Linked DNA regions of Mus musculus: region 1 is linked to region 2. The links are chromatin contacts, called in public Hi-C maps. All regions are on one chromosome and are shown on one strand. The core of a region is the stretch at or near the end of the contact, and the rest is flanking DNA. Distances in the headings are between cores, read along the strand shown.

The links. A called contact is a pair of places that touch in the nucleus more often than the background predicts.
Region 1: a contact with region 2 is called in a Hi-C map of cerebellum, with 4 times the contacts expected there. The contact joins two enhancer-like sites. A contact is called at or near these places in 4 of 39 promoter capture datasets (embryonic stem cells, liver, pre-B cells and 1 more), 14 of 484 Hi-C or Micro-C datasets (MC3T3-E1-derived osteoblasts, cerebellum, differentiating embryonic stem cells and 9 more), 4 of 115 datasets of contacts at active chromatin or transcription factors (the HPC-7 cell line, differentiating embryonic stem cells and embryonic stem cells) and 2 of 9 other capture datasets (adipose tissue and liver).

The regions. Positions count from the first base shown.
Region 1 is chr6:51,972,638-51,978,878 of GRCm38.p6, forward strand. All of the region lies in intron 4 of Skap2 (src family associated phosphoprotein 2), which reads right to left. Among named protein-coding and RNA genes, the nearest start is that of Skap2, 37 kb to the right of the region's middle. Within about 2 kb of position 4,909, at least 3 of the 459 cell types and tissues checked have an H3K27ac peak or open chromatin away from gene starts, as enhancers often do. A contact at or near this core is called in cerebellum, where this site is marked.
Region 2 is chr6:51,873,899-51,879,743 of GRCm38.p6, forward strand. Skap2 (src family associated phosphoprotein 2) reads right to left here. Exons shown (of 13, transcript NM_018773.2): 11 at 577-689. Among named protein-coding and RNA genes, the nearest start is that of Skap2, 140 kb to the right of the region's middle. Within about 2 kb of position 3,458, at least 62 of the 459 cell types and tissues checked have an H3K27ac peak or open chromatin away from gene starts, as enhancers often do. A contact at or near this core is called in cerebellum, where this site is marked.

The sequences.
Region 1 (6,241 bases), core at 3,659-6,158, 100 kb after region 2:
AAAAGGAGTAAGTTCAAGAGAGCTATTGCACATCTTAGCAGCTAGGTTCTCCAATATATACTTGGAATTGCTAAGAGACCAAATTTTAAATATTCTTACTACACAAAACAATTGAGGTATACATGCATTAAATAGTTTGATTTGGCTATTCCACAAGGTACACATAGGCTAAAACATCACATACCCAACCCCCAAACACACACACACACACACACACACACACACACACAAGCTTGTCACTTAAGAGTCTTTAGTTAAAATAAATAGAAATAGGAAGCCAAGGAGTTGAGCTAGGTCACAAAGCTGGTATCCGGAGGCTCCTCCTCCTGGGGAGCAGAGACTGGAGAGCCTGTGAGCGCTATAGGAAGGAGGACTACCAGACTACAGAGAATAAGCTCCCTCTGCTCGGCACCACTGCTGTGTGGCCTTGGGCAAATCACCTAACATTGCTGGGCCACAGCTTCTTCAATAGGAGGACAGCAATTCTGATTGGCAAACTTGATCTTAAAGCCCTGAACACTGACATTTCTGGTAAACAGATGGCAAAATCTGGCTGTACCCCAACCCCACGTCCTTGTTCCTTGCTTGACCCTGTCTCTTCCTTACCTAGAAACCTCTGCTCCTAACCGGGCGTGGTGGCGCACGCCTTTAATCCCAGCACTTGGGAGGCAGAGGCAGGTGGATTTCTGGGTTTGAGGCCAGCCTGATCTACAGAGTGAGTTCCAGGACAGACAGGGCTACACAGAGAAACCCACTGTACTGGCTAGTTTTGTGTCAACTTGACACAGCTGGAGTTATCACAGAGAAAGGAGCTTCAGTTGAGGAAATGCCTCCATGAGATCCAACTCTAAGGCATTTTCTCAATTAGTGATCAAGGGGGAAAGGCCCCTTGTGGGTGGTGCCATCTCTGGGCTGGTAGTCTTGGGTTCTATAAGAGAGCAGGCTGAGCAAGCCAGGGGAGGCAAGCCAGTAAAGAACATCCCTCTATGGCCTCTGCATCAGCTCCTGCTCCCTGACCTGCTTGAGTTCCAGTCCTGACTTCCTTTGGTGATGAACAGCAGTATGGAAGTGTAAGCCAAATAAACCCTTTCCTCCCCAACTTGCTTCTTGGTCATGATGTTTGTGCAGGAGTAGAAACCCTAACTAAGACACCCAGTCTGGAAAAAAAAAAAAAAAACAAACAAAACAAAACAAAAAAACCAAAAAAATCTCTGCTCCTGCTCATCTGCATGACAAAATGCATACATAGAGACTTAAGGCTAAAAAAATGTCACTGTATTTATGTTTACCATTAAAGATGGAGAGGAGAGCCTCAATAATGAAACAGACCCCTCAAGCAGAGGTGACAACTGCCCTAAAGTCCACTAAGAAAACTGCTGTGGGTTGTACCCCAAAACAGCAAGGAGGGCACGGCAGTTAGCAACAACTGCCACACGATGCTGCAGACAGATACACGTAATTTAATGCAGTAGATTAGGGTTTTAAAGATCCATTTTTTGAACTATCTGCAAGAGTTTAGTAATTTAAAGATCATTTTCCTTATTATACCAAACTCTCATAATTTACCTTATAAATAAAATGATAGCAAAAACTATAATCCTAATTTATATAGCACACCCTAACTTTGGCAATTTAGTTGCAGGCATGTTAATGTTTAAACGATTTAAACCCACTCTTAGGCATGTTTTCCCTTTTGTCCTAGTACTGCAATTTGTTTTTAAAGGACTACTTCAAACATGCTAGCTGAAATGCACAGAGACAGCTGCTGTACACTGGGCATATTACCGCCTTGCAGTAGTGGATCATTCCACCTCGTTCCTCTTCCCTTCTTTGGACTCCAGCTTGTCATGAAAGCAGCTATTTATTAGTGAGTAAATACAGTGATGGCCATATTACGCATACTGATATGCCCTAAGGTCCCTTTACTGGGAAATGAGAGCATTTGCCCATATACACTTTATGTCTATGCTAATGTCTGCACTTGCTTAAACTTCCCCTAAGTCCCAAAACACATTTCAAGATTTGCTAACTGGAAAATTCACACCAATGCACTTTTTTGTTGATCATTTTAAATTATGAAAACTCTTCATATCTGTCATAAATTTAAGAGGCAAAAAATATTTTTGAAAGCACTCTATATTCTAAATATAACATCATGCAATATTTAAGCAACTTTATACTCATGTTATATATATACAATTTCATCTTACCATAAACTATACAAATTATTTATACAAAATAATTACTTTAAATTTATATATTCTCTCAACTAGTTTTTGCTCCATTCCCTTAAGGTCTTATATAGGCCAATGGTTTTTTCTTTAAAAAAAAAAAAGTATCAAAAAATGCAAGATACAATTAACTCCATCTCTGGTCATATCAGTTGCTTAAAAATCTTAAAACTCAAAGTCAATCCATAAAATTTGAATGATAAAAAAGCCATAAAATCATATTTAAAAACACAAAAACAAACCTAGTTTTCTTCCCAGGAACGTAAAACCCAGACTGTGTTTCCCATGTTGCTCTTTTCTCACTTGTTTAATTGCTGAGTTATAAATAACCTTATCTATTACTGGAGACACATCATTTATTCTATAGATTCACTCCTGTGAGAACTACAGTCTAAAGCTTGCACCCATCCATTTAGAATTCAAAATCTGACTTATTTTCATATAAAAATTAATTCTCAGATCAAAAAGGACAACTTACATTAACTCTTCTCTCAACAGTATTAGTTAAATTTTAACTAGTATTAATTGTAGTTTGAAAGTATGCAACCAGAATACATATTTGCACGCACGCGCACACACACAATTTATTTTCTGTGATTGAACATGGTAGGCAAAAAAGTAATACTACTCAATCACATTCATGCACTGCAAACCTTGCTGATACTCATATTAAAATTCTAGTACACTGGGATTTCAATGCTTGTTTACAATAAGCACACAATTGGTCTATATTTTCTTTTAAAATTGGAATATGAAGCTACAATTTCTAGTGCCAATAAAAACTACCCACTAAAAAAGTGGTTATAAGCTTGCCTTGTATTAGAATCTCTTTTGTCCGTCAATCAACAATAAAGTATTATTCTACCGTCACAAAGGGGAAACCTTCAGAGGCAGTAGAGGACTATGGGTTGTGCAAATGTGCAGTTGCTAAGAAGCAAATATGCCTCTCTTCTAATCAAATAGCCCAGCTCAGCAATGCCGCTGGCTTGGGGCAAGAAGCAAATTCCACCAGCCACAAACTTAGAAAGAGCCTTGAATTATTTGTTGCTGACCGCTGGCTGAACCCTTCCTGATGAGCACCATCACCATTAGCCACTACTCAGTGTACTCCATCAACCAATGGCAACAGCAGCATGCTACAGCTCAGGCTACAAGAAATTGATCAAACAGGGTAATGAGACGATTTCTTCACGGAGGTTATTTTAAATGAATATAAATATTTTCTTTCTACATAATTTGCCACTGAAAGGTCACTGAACTCTCTGTGATTTCAAAGAAAAATGTTCTACTGTCCTCTTTACATATCCGAGTTTGAGATGAAGCCAACAAACAATTCGAGGCATTTTTTGGTATTAGAGGCAAAATCTAATGAGCTGACATTTATGACAGCAGATGAATTGTGATGCCTAAACTTCAAGTTAAATTATAGCTAAAAACTGATCAAATGATGCTACTTTAATAAATAGAAAACTGATCATGATTTACCAATTAAAAACACTTATGAGTGTATTTTTGTTTAAGAAATCACAATTAATCTCTAATGTGAGTAATTCTGAGAACATGAATCATATGTATGCCTTCTTAGCTCAAGTTATTAAAATTTGATATAATTGTTGTGAATTATTCAGTGAAGAATTCATTTTTCTATAGCCCACCTCCTTCTGCTAGACAGTAGAATAAAATGCATGTTAACCATTCCAGTCAGCACATGAATCACTCCAGTGACATCTGATTTAGCTCTTCTCCCCGAGTGACATTCACTGCTCCTTTTCTTCACATACTTAGAACCAAAGGAATTATTAACAACTGGACCTTATCGTCACATCACAAGCAAATTACATCAGTTTAGCCGTGCATTTTGCTCAACATTCTGAAAATGTTCTGCAAAGTCAACTTTGTAGTTACTGCTTGCTAATATGGTGGTATGAAAATAATCCCCACTAAATCAGTTCATGAGTTTCAAATGTCCTTATGCCAGCAACTAAAAAGACTCAAGGTATGCATTTTCAACATCGGTATCCTTTCGTTATTATGAAGCAACATAGATTACATAGCATCTAATTAAAAACAAACTCAAGAGAAACACTTTCACATGAATGAGCAACTCTTAAAAACTTCCTAAAGAATATGAAGATCATGTTCCATGAAGAATTAACACAAATGTGATCAATTAAGTCCCTGTCGAAATGAGCTACTTTATAAAAAGAACCCTTAAGAGTTTAAGAAATTAGTTTTATAATATTTACTTTAGAAAAAAATATGTCTGGTTTACTATGTGTTATGGAAAATGGCTTAAGTTTTATGAATACATGCCTGGACATATCTTTTCAATTATTGAAACTCAGATAAACTTTTCATAATCATTTTTTGATTTGTTTATGGATGTTATGAGACATGAAAGTAAAACCCCTCATCTACAAAATGAAACACAAAATATAAACAGATGATCATTTTCAAAATGACAGATGAAGAAAGAAAGACAGTAATGCAGATGTTAGAGAGCTATCTGCACACTAACTGAGATTTCTAAATATTCATGTTAGGGTCATGAGGGCAATCAAAATGGGATTTTAAACACACATTCAAGTAATTTTCAAAACAAATGCATGTGCTCTGAATGAAAGAGAAAGCCTCTACCATTAACTTGAAATTAATCTGTCTTGAAAGGAGAAGCTGCTGAAGAAGCCGACAGAACTCAGGAGAGCCCCCAGCTGGCATCCAGAATCTGTTTTGGTGTGTTCCATTCTTTTCACGAGAAACCTTGTTGTGCTCTCACAAACACCAGAGAAGGTTCTCTAAATAATAATCAATAATTAGTTGCAAGGAAACAGGATCAAGCCACAACAAACCACCTATAAGTTGTCTAACAATATGACAAACTCATCTTGTTTATAGCAACCACAAAGAACCAACATAACTTGTGGTGCCAAGAAGCCAGATGGTACTGCTGGAAAAAATTAAGTCTACAGATTGGCAGCTCGACCCTATGAGTATTGCCCAAGGGAGGGCAGAGTGGAAGAAGAGCGGGAGGCTGCGTGTAGTGGGGATAAATCAATTACTACCACCTCACCTCCTTCCTGTGAAACCCTAATGACAGATTCTAAATACCATGCCAGTGGGTTGTTCAGGGCTTAAACAGTCCAAGCATTACTTGTGAATGATAAGATATATAACTAAAAGATAGAACATAATTTCTGTTTTCAGCACTGGCCTAGTACTAAAACCTTGACCCAACCACAGAGAATCCATACGCGGTAAGCACTGAAGCGTGTTTTGGAAGAGCTGTCGGTGAGGGGGTGTTACTTTTGTTTTTCTGTCTACCTTCCACTTTGTTTTGTATTTGATGATGGCATTTGTTAAGTTCTGTATGTTTTCTAAGAGAATTCTGCCTAGGTAATGGCTCCATATGCTAGTCTCAGAATTAAACAATTGACCTGCAGGCTTTATTTTTATTTATAAAAATTCCTTTGTTTTTGTTCAAAACACAATTTCCACTGTGTATTATCTATGACTTGCTAAAGAAGCAGCAATATTTCAAGACATGTTCCAAGTAAATTTTACAGTAAAAAGCACGCACACTGTTTTGCTGGATGATGCTGGGAAATGTCTGTCTGCTGTCGTCATGCTTTTGCAGCACAGGACAGTTGGGCATTCGGTGATGTCTCAGGGAGCTTAGGCACTACTACCATCTTGGACCTCCATCACTTGTGAACATGGGCACACGTGCATACATATGCACACACATGCACAAACACATGCTCACAGACACACGGCTACTTGGCATTAATCCCACTTTTATTACTCAGAAACTGAGACACTATAAAGAGTTAAAGGCAGAAAACTCACACGACTTTTTTAATTCCAAGAACATATAATTTACAATATAAATGTGCTGAGGCATTTAATATATTAGCAATTACACTGACAGATGGCCTTTGAACTTTGTCTCAAGTACCAATCAGTGACAGATCAAAATAGATTTCATTAATAAATAAATTTGATAAGGCAAG
Region 2 (5,845 bases), core at 2,208-4,707:
CTCATGTACATAAAGATGAGTTTGTGGCAATATACTTTGGTACTGCAATTACAAATATAGTGTGTTAAACTTTAAAAAATTACCTCAACTTGTCTGAATATAGAGCCTTTAAATTGTTGGAACACCCAATGTGTTTACACAAAGATGAAAACCTTTTTTTATAAACACAATGTTTCTACTGGAGAATGGCAGGCAAACTCAGAATAAGCACACAGAAGAATAAGGAGGAAGAAGCAAGAAAAACATAATTAATAACCTAATACCTTACAATGTTAACTTTCACATAAGTATATTGTTTCTGGATAAGGCAGTAGGTGGATGCCTGCCAAGGGCTAGAGTGACAGGTAAACACACGGCTAAGTTGAATCCTGTTATCTGATTGTGTTTAAATTCTGATTATAGTTCACTTGACAAAATAATTAATTATTGTGAACTTCCAATTGTTAACTAGGACCTAGAAGAATTCCAACTGGCATTTTTCCCTTGTGTTGTAAATTTAAATGCAGGAGAACTGAGCTGTGTATTTCCCGTTGACAGCTGTCATTTGTGGGGTGGGGTGGGGGGTAACTTTCTTACCTTGCTAAGAATGTAAATCACATCACCACGCTTAAAGGACAACTCATCAGACAGAGCTCCAGTGCAGTCCCACAGACCCTGGTAAAAATTAGCGTAATCAGTGCTTTTATCTCCTAGGAAAAAGAGAGAGAGACTTGGGGTTAAGGCTTGAATCAAAAGAAATTAAAGAACCATTTTAGATTGCCAAGAAAGAAGCCCTGGCCTGGATCATGGTACATCTTAGTGAACCTGCAACTACTCCTGAGCATGCTCATGAAGATTGTTTCAGAAGGTTTGGTTTTTCATGGCCCCCTCCACTTCTATCTGTAATCTATAACCTGTAGCAATTACATTCTCAAATAGCAAGGTGCTTCTGCTCATTTTTAATGGAAAGTCCTAAGCTCACTCGCTATGTGTTTAAAGAGCAACTGGTCTTACTGTACCATCAGAATATCTAAGGGACAGATTGGACATATCTGAAGTAACAATTTCATGGAGTTTAGAACACTTGATAAGAGCATAATAATAATAGCATACTTTAATACTCAAATATAAAGCATTTGTATCCAAAGTCTCTCAAAGTTGTCTCTAAAATACTTTTGCAGCTGTGAAATTGCTAATGCAGACTTTTGTTCGTCAGGTCTAGGACATTAGGCTCCCACAGTGGCGTTATCAGTTCATCCTTCTCCTGGCATAAGCACAATGGATGTGAAGTGCTCAAACTGCCATACACACCATTAACTGATTGATTATTTAGTGCTCGTCGCTCCGTAATACCACAGTAACTGGATAATGTATGCTTTGTCACTCACACAATGTGGCTCCTAAAACACAGCACACAGTTAAATACGCTGGATGCTTTTGTTACACAAGAGAACTGTTTCCTGTTTTTAATTTCGTGATAATTGAGTTCTGATGAGTTAAGGAAAAAAGACTGCAAGTTATATCAATAAGACACAAAATGCCCGTGTATTCACTAGCCAGGCGGAACACAGATGTGCTGACAGCTTCCATCGCTGCAATGTCAGCTTTGAATCCACGGGATAACGTGGACATGGATGCTGGATCAGGCTTGTCATCTCACTTTTAAACAAGAGGCGTCTTGGCAACCTCAATACAAACGGCCACATTAGTACAGTCAGCATAGTGTTGATCTCCACAAAGTATTAATTTATTAGGAGATTTAAATTCTCCTTAATGTCTTTAACATTTTTTAAAAAGGAGAATCTGAATAACATGGAATCTAAGTATTTGTGGGATGCACCGTTTCACTTAAATTTGTGAGAAAATAAACAAGGACTAGAAAATACAACCTAACAGAATCCTCTGTTAATTTTTATTTTTTAGGATGGAAAGAGAGGGACAATAGGAGCGGCATGATAGGATTGGGGGAGGGGAGGAGGAGGAGGAAGAAGGAGGGAGGAAGGGAGAGAGGGAGGGGGGAGAGGGAGGGAGGGAGAGGGAGAGAGAGAGAGAGAGAGAGACCGACCCTGTATTGGCCTCTCCACTGTAGTAGCACTTGGGCTCAGAGCACTAAAACCAGCAGGGGCATGTGCAAGCCCCAGAATCCAACCAGGAGCTAATAGTGCTTGTGGCCACCCCTATCACATCCTCCCCCAGCCCCCAGGCATATATTAAATACATTCTGTAAACAGACACTAGAGGGCACTCCAGCTGGCCAGATACCTCCAAGCATTGACCATTTCTTTCTTTCTTTTTTTTTTTTTTTAAAAATCACTTAATAATAAAGTGACTGATTTCCTTTAAAAACCACTTATTTAGACAAATAGAGATTTAGAATTGAAACATTCCTGTCAGATTAAATCAACTGCTAATTGGGTCAAATGTTGCACCCCATGTGGTCTCTCAGTGTCAGCTTGAAAGTCAAGGAGTTAGAGCAGACAGGATGACATCATCTCACACGTGAGGCCTGCCACACAGTTCTAGCCAAGTCAAAGAAGGTCTAAATAGCTAGTTTCCCCAGTAGCCCTTCCCCCACCCCCCAACTTGTTCCCCACGCTGCTCAGGCCTTAGGCTTGGTCCGAAGACGTGGAAGAAACAAACTTTGGCTGAAAAACTGAGGTCAAAGTTTTTGGTGGAGCTGTGGGATCCCAGGTCCCAGCTGTCCGGGCCCTCCTCTGGTTCAGACCTTCTCACAGTACTTTTCAATTAACATGTTTTTTGTTTGTTTTTTGTTTTGTTTTTTGTTTTTTTTTTTTTTAAGTAGGGGGAGGAAAGAAAGGACAAAAAACCCCAAGTATCCAGTGATTTTAAATACACATTCTTACCACTTTGGTTTCTCTTTCCCTGGATACACTTGGAGAGACTCCCATTAACACTAATGGGAGTTACAGGAGCAGCAAGGGGAGAGACCCCCACGGTGTACAAGATGCATCTCTCCCTAGATGTGCATCAGGGGCATTCCATTAAACCTCACTGCTGCAAGGAAGTCAGGGAAGAGCCAGGGATTCAGCAGAGCCGGGGAAAGACACATTTTCAACTGTGCCTCCTGTAATCTTGATGATGATGGAGTCCAAAAAATGACGGACGGTCGGTCCCATGGACAGTGAGCACCGCTGAGGAGCACTCTGTGTGCCATCTGTGCGTCTATGACTGGCGTTCTAAGTGAAGAGCGGGCATCTACAGTGAGGGGAAGGCCAGCAGTGTGTGTGCTAGCTGCCTCCCCGGAAAGCATGCCAGACAAAAAGAATCAGGAGTGATCTTATTTGTGGAAAGCAGGAAGCTCCTATAGCTTATCTCTAAAATGGAGTGGCTCTAAACACACATAGACAAAACTCATGTACAAAAACAGCTTTGAAAGCACAGAAGGCTCACAAACACTAGCAGTCTTTGCCTGTGCTCGGGGAGATAACCCACAGGACATGACTTTGCTTTGCTTTGTGGCACAGGGATAGCAGATGCAGAGCCTCGAGTAGGCTAGTCAGAATGCCTTCCTGCTGAGAACCATCCCTGGCCCCAAGAAAGGCAGGCATTCTGTAGACTATGGAACACTCACAAGCACAGATAATGTGGTTTCGCTGTCTTTACTCGGCATGTTAACACCATTCTATCTATACCACAGTCAATATTTTGAAAATTACACACAAAATGTCACCTTGCTATGTGTGCTGTCCTGAGGGGCATGAATTACTTTTGAAAGAAGGTTTAAAAAGGAAAGTTAGCTAGCCTTTGAAAAATGTACACAATGAGCTTTTAAATTTTTATAAAAATACATATTTGGCAAAGCTAACAGGATTGTTACCAAAGTACAAATTAAGCAAGTAACCGCCAGATAGTCCACAAACACAAGATTATAAAAGGCATGTTGACAATGAATGAAGCATGATGCCGACACCAGAGACCCTTTCCCTAAGTACTGCAAGCCTGAAAAGTGTTTTAGAAAGGACAGCAGATTTTTATATTGTTAAAAACATCAAGCGGGCCCATCTATATACCTATAAATATACATGACCTTTGTAAGATGAGTGAATGTGAAGCGACTTGTAGGAGACAAGATGAACTCAGCTTTACCTTTAGATTTTACATTGCAACACTGAGTCTCTTCCTGCAAAATTAGTCAATGTAAAAAATATACATCAAATTCTTGAGCGAGGTTAGAAGTTCACAAGATGAGATGCTAGGCAGAAAGCAACACTCTTGTCAGCTCAGTGCTCCTAGTGGCAAGCACAGAGTCCCTGACGGCTTGCTTTGCGAAGGCATTGAATGATGGCTTGAAAGAGCTCTGTGGCACAAGAGACAGACATTGCAGTATCTTGTGGCTATGGCATGAAAAGCTCATCAACTTACTGGATTCCTTTGAGAAAAACTCTTTTCCCCCTACCCTCAAAGGCAAACATTTGAGGCATGCTCACTTGTGCCTGTGGAAGGTCTATCTACTATCTGTTTCTACCCTCTCTACCTGCATAGACATTTTACAAAGAAACATGCATGCTCTTGGCAGAAGCATCATGATTCAGAACTTTAAAAACAGATACCTAATTTACTATCAAGCATAGAGTGCCTGGGCTTTGCTTGCTGCCATGTTTTACAACTCTATTTTATAGGGCAAGAGGGCTAACAACTAATGACTTTGTCTTGTTTCCTTTCTGTCAAGGAAAAAAAAAAAAGGCAAACCCAAACCTTCTACAGCAACCTGCTCCTGCCTTCCTGTCCAGGTCTAGAGTCAGGCCCGCTTCCTTCCCATATGTCACAGTAGGAAGGCCCCAGGAAAGCTACTTCCTGAACACGCACTGCTTGTCCACCCTGCTTCTGACAACTCAAAAGAGTGATGTATGGACATATCAGAGAGAGGAAGGTGACCCTAGCTCCAGCTCTTTACAGGACCTGGGGGTGACAGGGCAGACCTCACCCCAGCTGACATATGGCTGTGAAGAGGTGTAAAGTTCTGATAAGAAGGCTGCCCATCTCTTCTTTCCCTGTAAAATAAATGCTGGTTTATCAAAGTTAACTTCATGTTTGTGCTACAGATAGTTTATCTTGTGCTACTTGGAAATAGCAACAAGCAAGAAGAGTTGTCCGTATTGTGTGTGTGTACATGGTGTGCACATAATTAGTACTTGGGGCCCAGTGCCAGGTGGAAATGGATAGTGCAGAATATCTTCCCCAGTCTGCTAGGCAACCAGTGTCCTTTCCTCATTTTTAAGCTGCTGTCACTGGACTCTGGCATTTCTTACCCAATTCATTTGCTTTCTGTGTTAATCATATGCAATGAAGATATGCATGGCCAACATTTAAACAGGCTGCAGATCAATTAGCGGTCTTAAGTTTATCTGATTTTTATCAAAGAAGACAGAGCTGTGGGTCGATTGTCAGAGCCTGTGTCAAGTTGACCTTTTCAGAGATGTCTACATTGCCAGTCCCTTGGGCAACTTGTTGTCCCCTGTTAGTCTCTGAATGGCAGAAGTCTGTTCTGCTCAAGCACAAAGTATACACAGATGTCTATATTACATTCTTATAGGTTTGACAGCAACTGCATGTTGTATCTATAAACTGTCCTTTAGCAGTGACACTTCCTCAATGATGATAAGCTAATTTATGCAACTAAATCTCCTTTGTGCAGAAATGAAAGCTAATTGAGTCATTACAAAGTAATTCAGGAAGGAATACCTTGTATAAATTGGCTTACTTTATAAATCCTTCTCAAGTGGTTTTCATGCATCCTAAATGGGACTAAGCAGCTTATCAAGCATAAGACATACAGACCAAACAAGTCAACTTCTTCAGGGAGCTGTGCAAACATCCTCAGAGGGTTAGAAAGTGACTCTAACAA